Regions from separate parts of the Columba livia genome. Here region 1 is linked to region 2. Evidence: chromatin contacts called from public Hi-C data. All regions are on one chromosome and are shown on one strand. Each heading gives the region's core, a stretch centred on a gene start, on an enhancer-like site or on the middle of the called end of the contact. The rest is flanking DNA. Distances are from core to core; before and after follow the strand shown.

The links. A called contact is a pair of places that touch in the nucleus more often than the background predicts.
Region 1: a contact with region 2 is called in a Hi-C map of liver, with 3 times the contacts expected there. The contact joins the promoter of API5 here to the enhancer-like site in region 2. A contact is called at or near these places in 2 of 2 Hi-C or Micro-C datasets (crop and liver).

The regions. Positions count from the first base shown.
Region 1 is chr5:45,227,617-45,231,380 of bColLiv1.pat.W.v2, reverse strand. It overlaps API5 (apoptosis inhibitor 5), which reads left to right and starts at 1,843. Exons shown (of 14, transcript XM_065064784.1): 1 at 1,843-2,069. The coding sequence starts at 2,001.
Region 2 is chr5:45,181,646-45,185,379 of bColLiv1.pat.W.v2, reverse strand. It overlaps TTC17 (tetratricopeptide repeat domain 17), which reads left to right. Exons shown (of 25, transcript XM_065064780.1): 15 at 1,599-1,823. Among named protein-coding and RNA genes, the nearest start is that of TTC17, 29 kb to the left of the region's middle. Within about 2 kb of position 1,654, at least 1 of the 3 cell types and tissues checked has an H3K27ac peak away from gene starts, as active enhancers do.

The sequences.
Region 1 (3,764 bases), core at 594-3,093, 46 kb before region 2:
TAACAACATATATAATATTATAGTATTTGGGAATTGCTTCCCATCCCACCCCACCCATTAATCTCCCTGTAGTGCAGCCAAAGTCCAACAGTGGAGTTCCCCTCCCCTGCCCAGCACACTCCAGTATCTCAAGCGCCTGTCCTGCTCCACCACAGAGCACCAGCCTTTCCCAGAAGGCACACAACCCCTCTCACATCCTTTTTCCTTTGTGCCTATTTCTTCTCTTTTTTTCTCCACAGCTCTAATACATAGAGTAATGTCTAAATGCCACATATTTATCTGATTATCAATGTTTGCTACAGAATGTAATCACACTTTAATAGTGTGCTGTTGAGGAAACAAGCAAGAAAGGGAGATAATGGAGTCCTCCATCTATGTAAACATTTCAAGTGGGCTAAAAAGTAATTAAATGGGAGGTTCATCTTTCCTCCTTTCTGACAAGTTGTAGAAGCTTGCCATGACAGTGCTGATAAAGATGATTACAGAGCGTTTTAAAATCTGCATTCAGATGCAATGCTGCCTGGATGATGCCGGAGGGCAAGAGATTGACATCTCTTAATATCCGCCAGGCTACCAGAGGAAGCTTACCCTTCCTGGAAAATGAAAGGTTCAGGTAAGCTAGTCATGGACATAGCCCTTTTGATGCATTAAAAATATTTTTTGTCTTGTGTTACGTTTTATTAACCAATATATTCTTTTAAGAAGATTACTTTAGGTAAATGCAATGGTCACAAGCACACCAAGGGTCAGGCCATGGTTAGTGCTCTCCTGGATCTGAGAGCAGCCACAAACTCGCACCATCAGACCCTGTCAATTGTGCAGGAACCACATCATTCCATCTGCAGACAGGTAAAGGCACTGGGCCTCAGTTCAAACAGAGGGCGAAAGGTGACTGATGTGGTCACTGCAGCCACCTGCTGAAACACTGACAGCAGAGGAAAAATGAAAGGAAGGTAAACGATTGATGCCCCTGTATGACCCTGCTGTGTGCATTCTGCCTGTGCCGGCTCTGGAGAGAGACCGGGGCTTTGAATGCCTCCGAAATCACCCTTCATCCTACTGGAGAGGATATGGAGAAAAGGTCAAGTGTTTTGCTTAGCTTGGCCTCAGGCTGACGTGAGGGGAATCCTCTTTCATTTTAAGTGCCTGTGAAATCAGCAGGATGCTAAAGCATCTTGAGAATAGGGGAAGACACTGCTGCAGCCTTTTAACTTTTGCCACAATTTAGGTCATTTGAATCTACTGCATTAGTTGCAGATATTTCAGCTCCTATATGCTGGAATTAGAGGGTATTTTCCTCTTCAGGAAAATGCGAAAGTCACCAAATCACATGAAACCAGCTGCTTTCTTGCACCAGGAGCTCAATGCACCACAGGCACTTCTGTGTATCTTTCACATTTTTTGTATATGAGACACAAAATGGGATACAGAAACGAGTAACTGGGGGAAGAGAGCAATCAGGGAAAGGAGGAGTGCGAAAGAAAGCCCAGGAGAAGGAAAAAAAAAAAAAAAAAAGGCCTCAAAAGCGCATCCCTGAGCAACCGCGTCCCGCTGCCCCAGCAGCAGGAGGCGCCGCTGCCAAGCGCCAGGTGCACAAATCCCGGCTCATGGTGAAACCCTTGTAACAGCAGCACTTGTGAAAGTGCCTTGTGCTTTGTGCTACGATGACTAAAATCCAGACACGAGGAGCCACGCAGAAGCCGGAGCACTCCCGTTTACACTGAATACCTGTTTAATATCACTTCAGCTCCGCTGGCGTACAACACGTACAGCACATTGCGGGGAACTCCCCCCTGCCCCGCCCCTTTAACCCGGCCCTCAGTTCCACCGCCAGCCGCCTGGGGGCGCTGCGCAGGGGCCGGCAAACAGCTGCTCTGGGACTTCCGCCTCGTTGGTGCTGACGGCGGCGGCCTGAGCGGTAGCGGCGGCCTGAGCGGCGGCGGCGGCGTCAGTGGCGGCCTCGGTTCCAGCGGCGGTTTCTGGCCCTTCCCCGCCGCACCATGCCCACCGTGGAGGAGCTCTACCGGAACTACGGGATCCTGGCGGACGCCACTGAGACGGCGGGCCAGGTGCGGCGTGGCTGCGGCCTGCAAGGCCTCGCGAGGCCTCGGGCTTGAGTAGCGCAGTGGCGTCGCCGCCGGGGGGAGTTACGGCCTGGGCCGGCTGAGACGGGGCGAGCGGGAGGGGGTGCCGCCGGAAGGGCTGTTCGCCCTGCCGGACAAGCAGCTAGCCCCCGGGGCTGTTCTCGGTGTAGGTTTTTTCACGACCCGGGCAGGGGGAGGGAAGAGGCGGGTAGAGATGAATTCGCGGCTGCGGTTCTGCAAGGACGGAAGTAGCTCTGGCCGCTTTTGCAGCATCCCCGTCCTGTCGGCTGCTCTCTTTTAAAATGTGGTGTCGCAGCTATTAACTAGTTATTAGCTAGAGTCAGACTGTTTTTTGCATTGGGCGCCGGGAGTTTCATCTGGCGAATTCAGGCCTTAAAGATTACACCACTAGTCATCCAGATGTGATCCACTGCACTGCAGTTCTAGAGAGCTTCTGGCAGGCTGTCTTGCTAAAAAGCTTGTTGGGGGAAGGTGAAATCTGTTATGGTTCGATAATTGCCCGTAGCCCGCACCCCGCACCCCCTTTTTTTTTTTTTTTTCCTTAGGGTAAAAATGGAAATTCGATCCTCATGGCTAAAGGAGATTTTTACTTGTAGAATCCTGGCAAGATGTGCCATTTGTTTATACCGTTACTGATTATTCGAAAGGAGAGGATGACGTAGTATATTGCCAGTATAAAATATTATGGTTAATTAAAACCATAGTTTTTGAATTGTATTAGGCTCTCATTTTACTGAACAGCTACCTGAAAAAGCAACGGACTTTTTTTTTTTGGTCATTACACACATGAGTAGGAAAGTAGCTTTGCATATACCTAGCAGTGGATTTTAAACTAGGTACTACTATACAAGGTCATTTGGAAAGTTCTTTAAGAGAACAAATAATATGGTGTGTGTTGTTTTTGAATTTTTTTTTTTCTTTCTAATTCAAGTCTATTCACTTTGTTTGTGTAATTATGCTCTAGTGAAACAAAGCATCCCTGTAGACAGTTCAACAAAAACATAATCTCAGAGCCAAGCAAAAAATGCAGCTAAAGTCTTGGGAACTATATGGAGAGATACAGAATAAACCAGACTCTGTTACTGTGTTAGTTTCCAAATTAGTGGTCCATCATAATTTTTACTGTTGTTGGTAGCTTTTGCAAAACAGGAATGACCATCTTTGGTAGAACAGATTCCAGCATAGTTCAGAAATGAAGCCTGGGACAGGAATCAATAGCAGATGTCTAAGAACCTCCAAGGGTAACTACAGAATTATGATTCCTGATACGCTTTTCCAGCTTTGCTTCTCTATAGCTTGTGGGCTTCCAGAGCCAGAGATAGTGTCTTTGTAATTAGTATATCTCACTAGATTGTTCTTCAGTGTACTTTCGTGATACTTTTTTTAACTGATTATATTTCTGGCATACAAACGTTTCGTGACAAAATGTTCCGTTACTTCATTAACCTTTGTGAAGGAGTGATCTCTTCTGAACTTGACATTTCATAATCTTACTTGATGTCTCCAATTTCTGCATTCCGAGAAGCTATGAGTAATTGTTCCTTATTCATCAGTTTTATCCTACTTATTACTTTATTATCTCTTACCAACCTTATGAACATGATCTCTCACTTACAAAAAGTCACCCTGTCTCAAAAGAAGAAACTTTGAACATGAGGA
Region 2 (3,734 bases), core at 405-2,904:
TCTAAAATCACTGCATTTAATATGTGCATCTGTCTTACCTGGAATAAAGAAAAAATAACAGTAGGAGTTGATTCCTGTTACAGTGGTGTTCAGAACAGTCCTATATATGTCTAACATCTTAACTGTTGCAGTGCAGGGGTATTTTGTTTTTAACTGTAGTATTCTGTTGGGTTCATGCTAAAAGTCTGAACTTTTCGGTCGTTTAGATGCTGATGTAAAAACACTTTGATGTCATGCCTGTTCAGCTAATGGTAAACTTTCTAGAGCAGAAGTGCCACAGTTGGTATCTTTGTACTGGGAAAAAGTGCCAGTAAGTTGCTGAGGATTTAGTTAGACAAAGATGGTTGAGACCTGGGTATGGAGTTTAACTCAGTGAGGAGTTTGGCATGAATAACATGCAAGTAACGTTATGTATGTGCATTGCATAATACGGGTGATAAATACTCTCAACGATTACAGATTATGTAAGGTACTCCAAACCAAGAGGCAATATATCCTATTGATATCTTCCAGTTCATCTTGAACCATAGATAGAACCTGTGTGAGGCTGTTTCTAAAATCTGGAAGAAAATCTATGGACTGATTAACTTCTTCAACACAGTATTACTGTAATGCCAGTTGTATTGTGTTAATACAACACTACTGTAAAGATCCTTATCTGTTTTGTTTCTATAATCCTAGCTGCATGTTTCCTACTCGTGCATGTGTTCGGGCTTCAGACATATAGGTTGGATTTGGCATTAATCTCAATTGTTGCTTTTATACTTTAAACTCTTTGTAGAATTGGGTAACATAGAATGCTGAAAATATTAAAAAACAGAATTTAAGTGTTTCTAAACCATTTCAAACTTCTCCATCTGAAAGTGGATGTTGTATGTAGCCCTGTCTGCCTGTCAAAGTTTTGTTACTTCTCCTCTAGGATGAGTGGTTTGTTTTTTCCGTTGTAGGTGAAGGAGAAGGAAGGAACGTTCAAAGTGTATTTCATGCTTCCTCCATTCTTCCACCTGCCCTCAGTTGTCGCTTGCTGGTTTATAATCTTTAAACTGTATCTAATGCATGTCACTTGTCAACTTTCATAAGACACGTGGATAACTAAATCTAAGAAAAAAAATTCCGAAACCTCCAACTGACAGGAAATCTTGATGTTGGATACAGGACCTGGAAGCACATCTAACTACAACATAGAAGCTTCCTGACCTTCAAGTTGTAACATTTCTACATAGATCTGTATTAGTGTAATTTTAAGCCTCTGAAGTGGCTCAAAATTGTTGCTTCCTGAAGCAAGTTATCCATTATCACTTGTATATTTTAAGGGATTTTGTGGTCATGATATAACAGAGTCATATGAGTGGAGTGCAAGCATCAGCTGCTACTAAATTACAGTTCAGACTGTTAAGTCACATCAGTTTGAGTGAGGTAGAGCAGACTGAATAATCTACTAGTAGTCACAGCAAACTGTAATTTGTATCTGCTTAACAAAGAGTAGTATGCAATGGTGGGGTTTGTTTGTTTGTTTTCTTACGAAACAGCAAGTAATTCTGTCTTCCTGAGACACCCCTTTGTGGGTGTTTTCATCCTTTTCCCTGACTCTCCCATAGCCGGAAGATCCTCTGTGGCTTGTGCTTAATGAAGCTGGATTGTACTGGCGTGCAGTTGGAAATAGCACCTTTGCTATCACCTGTTTACAAAAAGCATTTAATTTGGCTCCACATGAATATCAGGACATCCCTCTGGTCAATCTTGCTAACCTCCTGATTCATTATGGTCTTCATTTGGATGCCAGCAGGCTCCTGCTGAAGGCTTTGGCCATCAATGCCTCTGAGGTAAGATTTTTTTTGTTCAGTGGTGAATGTCCTTCATTATTTTCTAACTACATATGACTGTCTTGTCATTACTTACCTGTTCATGCAATTTAACTTCCAGCTTGTGATTTGTAACAGATGTTAATTTCCATTTAAATTCTTGATGGCACTGGGAGTTGATGCTGGTTGCTGAGAATATAAACATTTAAAGCAGAAATTCTTCTAAAATAGGTGATAAGCATTTTTTGCCTCCTGAAACCTATTTTATCAGCAGTGGCTCCAAGGAATCTAATACTGGAGTTTTGGCAGTATTTTAATTAAAATAGAGATCCATAATGCTGTCAGCATTGTATCTTGATTTTTAAAACCCTTAAAGTAGCACATGTGTCACTAAGATCTTTGGCTGTTAAGACATCTTTCTGTGCCACTTGACTTTTTATAGTGTTGTATTTGTCCCTAGATTTCATCTATATACCTAGAGGGAAAGCTGTGTTCAAGTTGTTTTGATGACTGCCAGTCATAGATTGAAAACAGTATATTGTATTTCTGAATAGTAACAGTATAAGTATTTTGTAAGTGGCCACTTATGTAAGGTAAAAAATTACTGTATAAGCTGCTTAAACTACTGAACTGGCCAGAACAATTTGAAAAGGAAGCAGGGGACAGAGGGATTGGTGCAGCCAGTAATTTTAAATTCTAAATGCTTAAATGAGAAGTTCAAGTGACTTTTTCCTGTGCTTCTACCTCTGTAGTTAGATAAACAGAGAGCTTAAGCCTGCTAGGCCACCAGTCATTTAGCATGTAAAAAAGCTAAAAATTGAATAAACTTTTTCAATATACCATCTGGGAGCAATTTTGCAATCGTTGGAAAGGAATTTAGCCCATTTGGTTGGCAGGTAAAAGTGCAAAAAGGAACTATAGACAGAACTGTGACAGAATGATGTGCCTTAAGAAGAGCATGTGAAGGCACAGCCTTGGAGCAGGGAGAAGCATAGGGATCCTTAGGACCATGGTGTGAGAGTACAGCTTTTCTTCATAAACATCAGTGAGACCTGTCTTGTTACAATAATGCCTATTCCTATTTTTTCAGGCATTCTCAGTCCTGTAATACCTTTTGTATCAAAAATCTGGCAGGAGAATTTGTACTTGAATAATATTTCCTGGAATTAAAATTAACCATGGCTACAGGGAGTGAAGGATGTGCTATATTAGCAAAAGCTTTTAAAAAAATTCCTGTTGCTCAGTTTGCACCTTTTTCTGAGTGGTGTTTAATAACACAAGCTAAGATGAACTTGAAAACTCTTAAGCTACTGATCAGTCTCCACATTTTCAGATAATGAATGTAAAATTATTTCAGTGGGTAAATGACTGCTCAGTTACAATATTATAGTCATTATCCTAGGGTTATACTGTTAATTGCAGCAAATTACTTGGCATAAGTGAAAGACTTTTCAGTCAACAAACAAAATGCAATGCTTTACTATGTGCCTGTATTAAAATGCTTATTAAATTTTGCCCAGTGAAAAAGGTGTTTATAATTTGTACTTTAAAAAAAAAAAAAGCATATTTCAAGGATATTAGCCAAAAGCAGTGGACAAAAATATTAAGTTTTATAAATAATTGAAAGTAAACCTAAATGGATACCCTTAAGCTAGTGTGACATCGGTGTTTTCAGTAAACTAGTTCTACTCGAGTGCTGACAAATGAAATGCATCTGTCCTGCTAGAACTCTAGGGATATTTTTATGTTTTTGCTGACTTCTAATCATTCTAAAATGCCTTCAAGCATTTCAGTGTAGTTCTTTGCTACTCTGCAGTAAGCATTACATTTATGATGTGTTATAAGTATTTAATGCTTCATTTCAGCTTGTGTGTATTTAACAGCTGGTTTTCATCATAGGAAGGTGGAATCCTGAACACAACCTTACGTCAA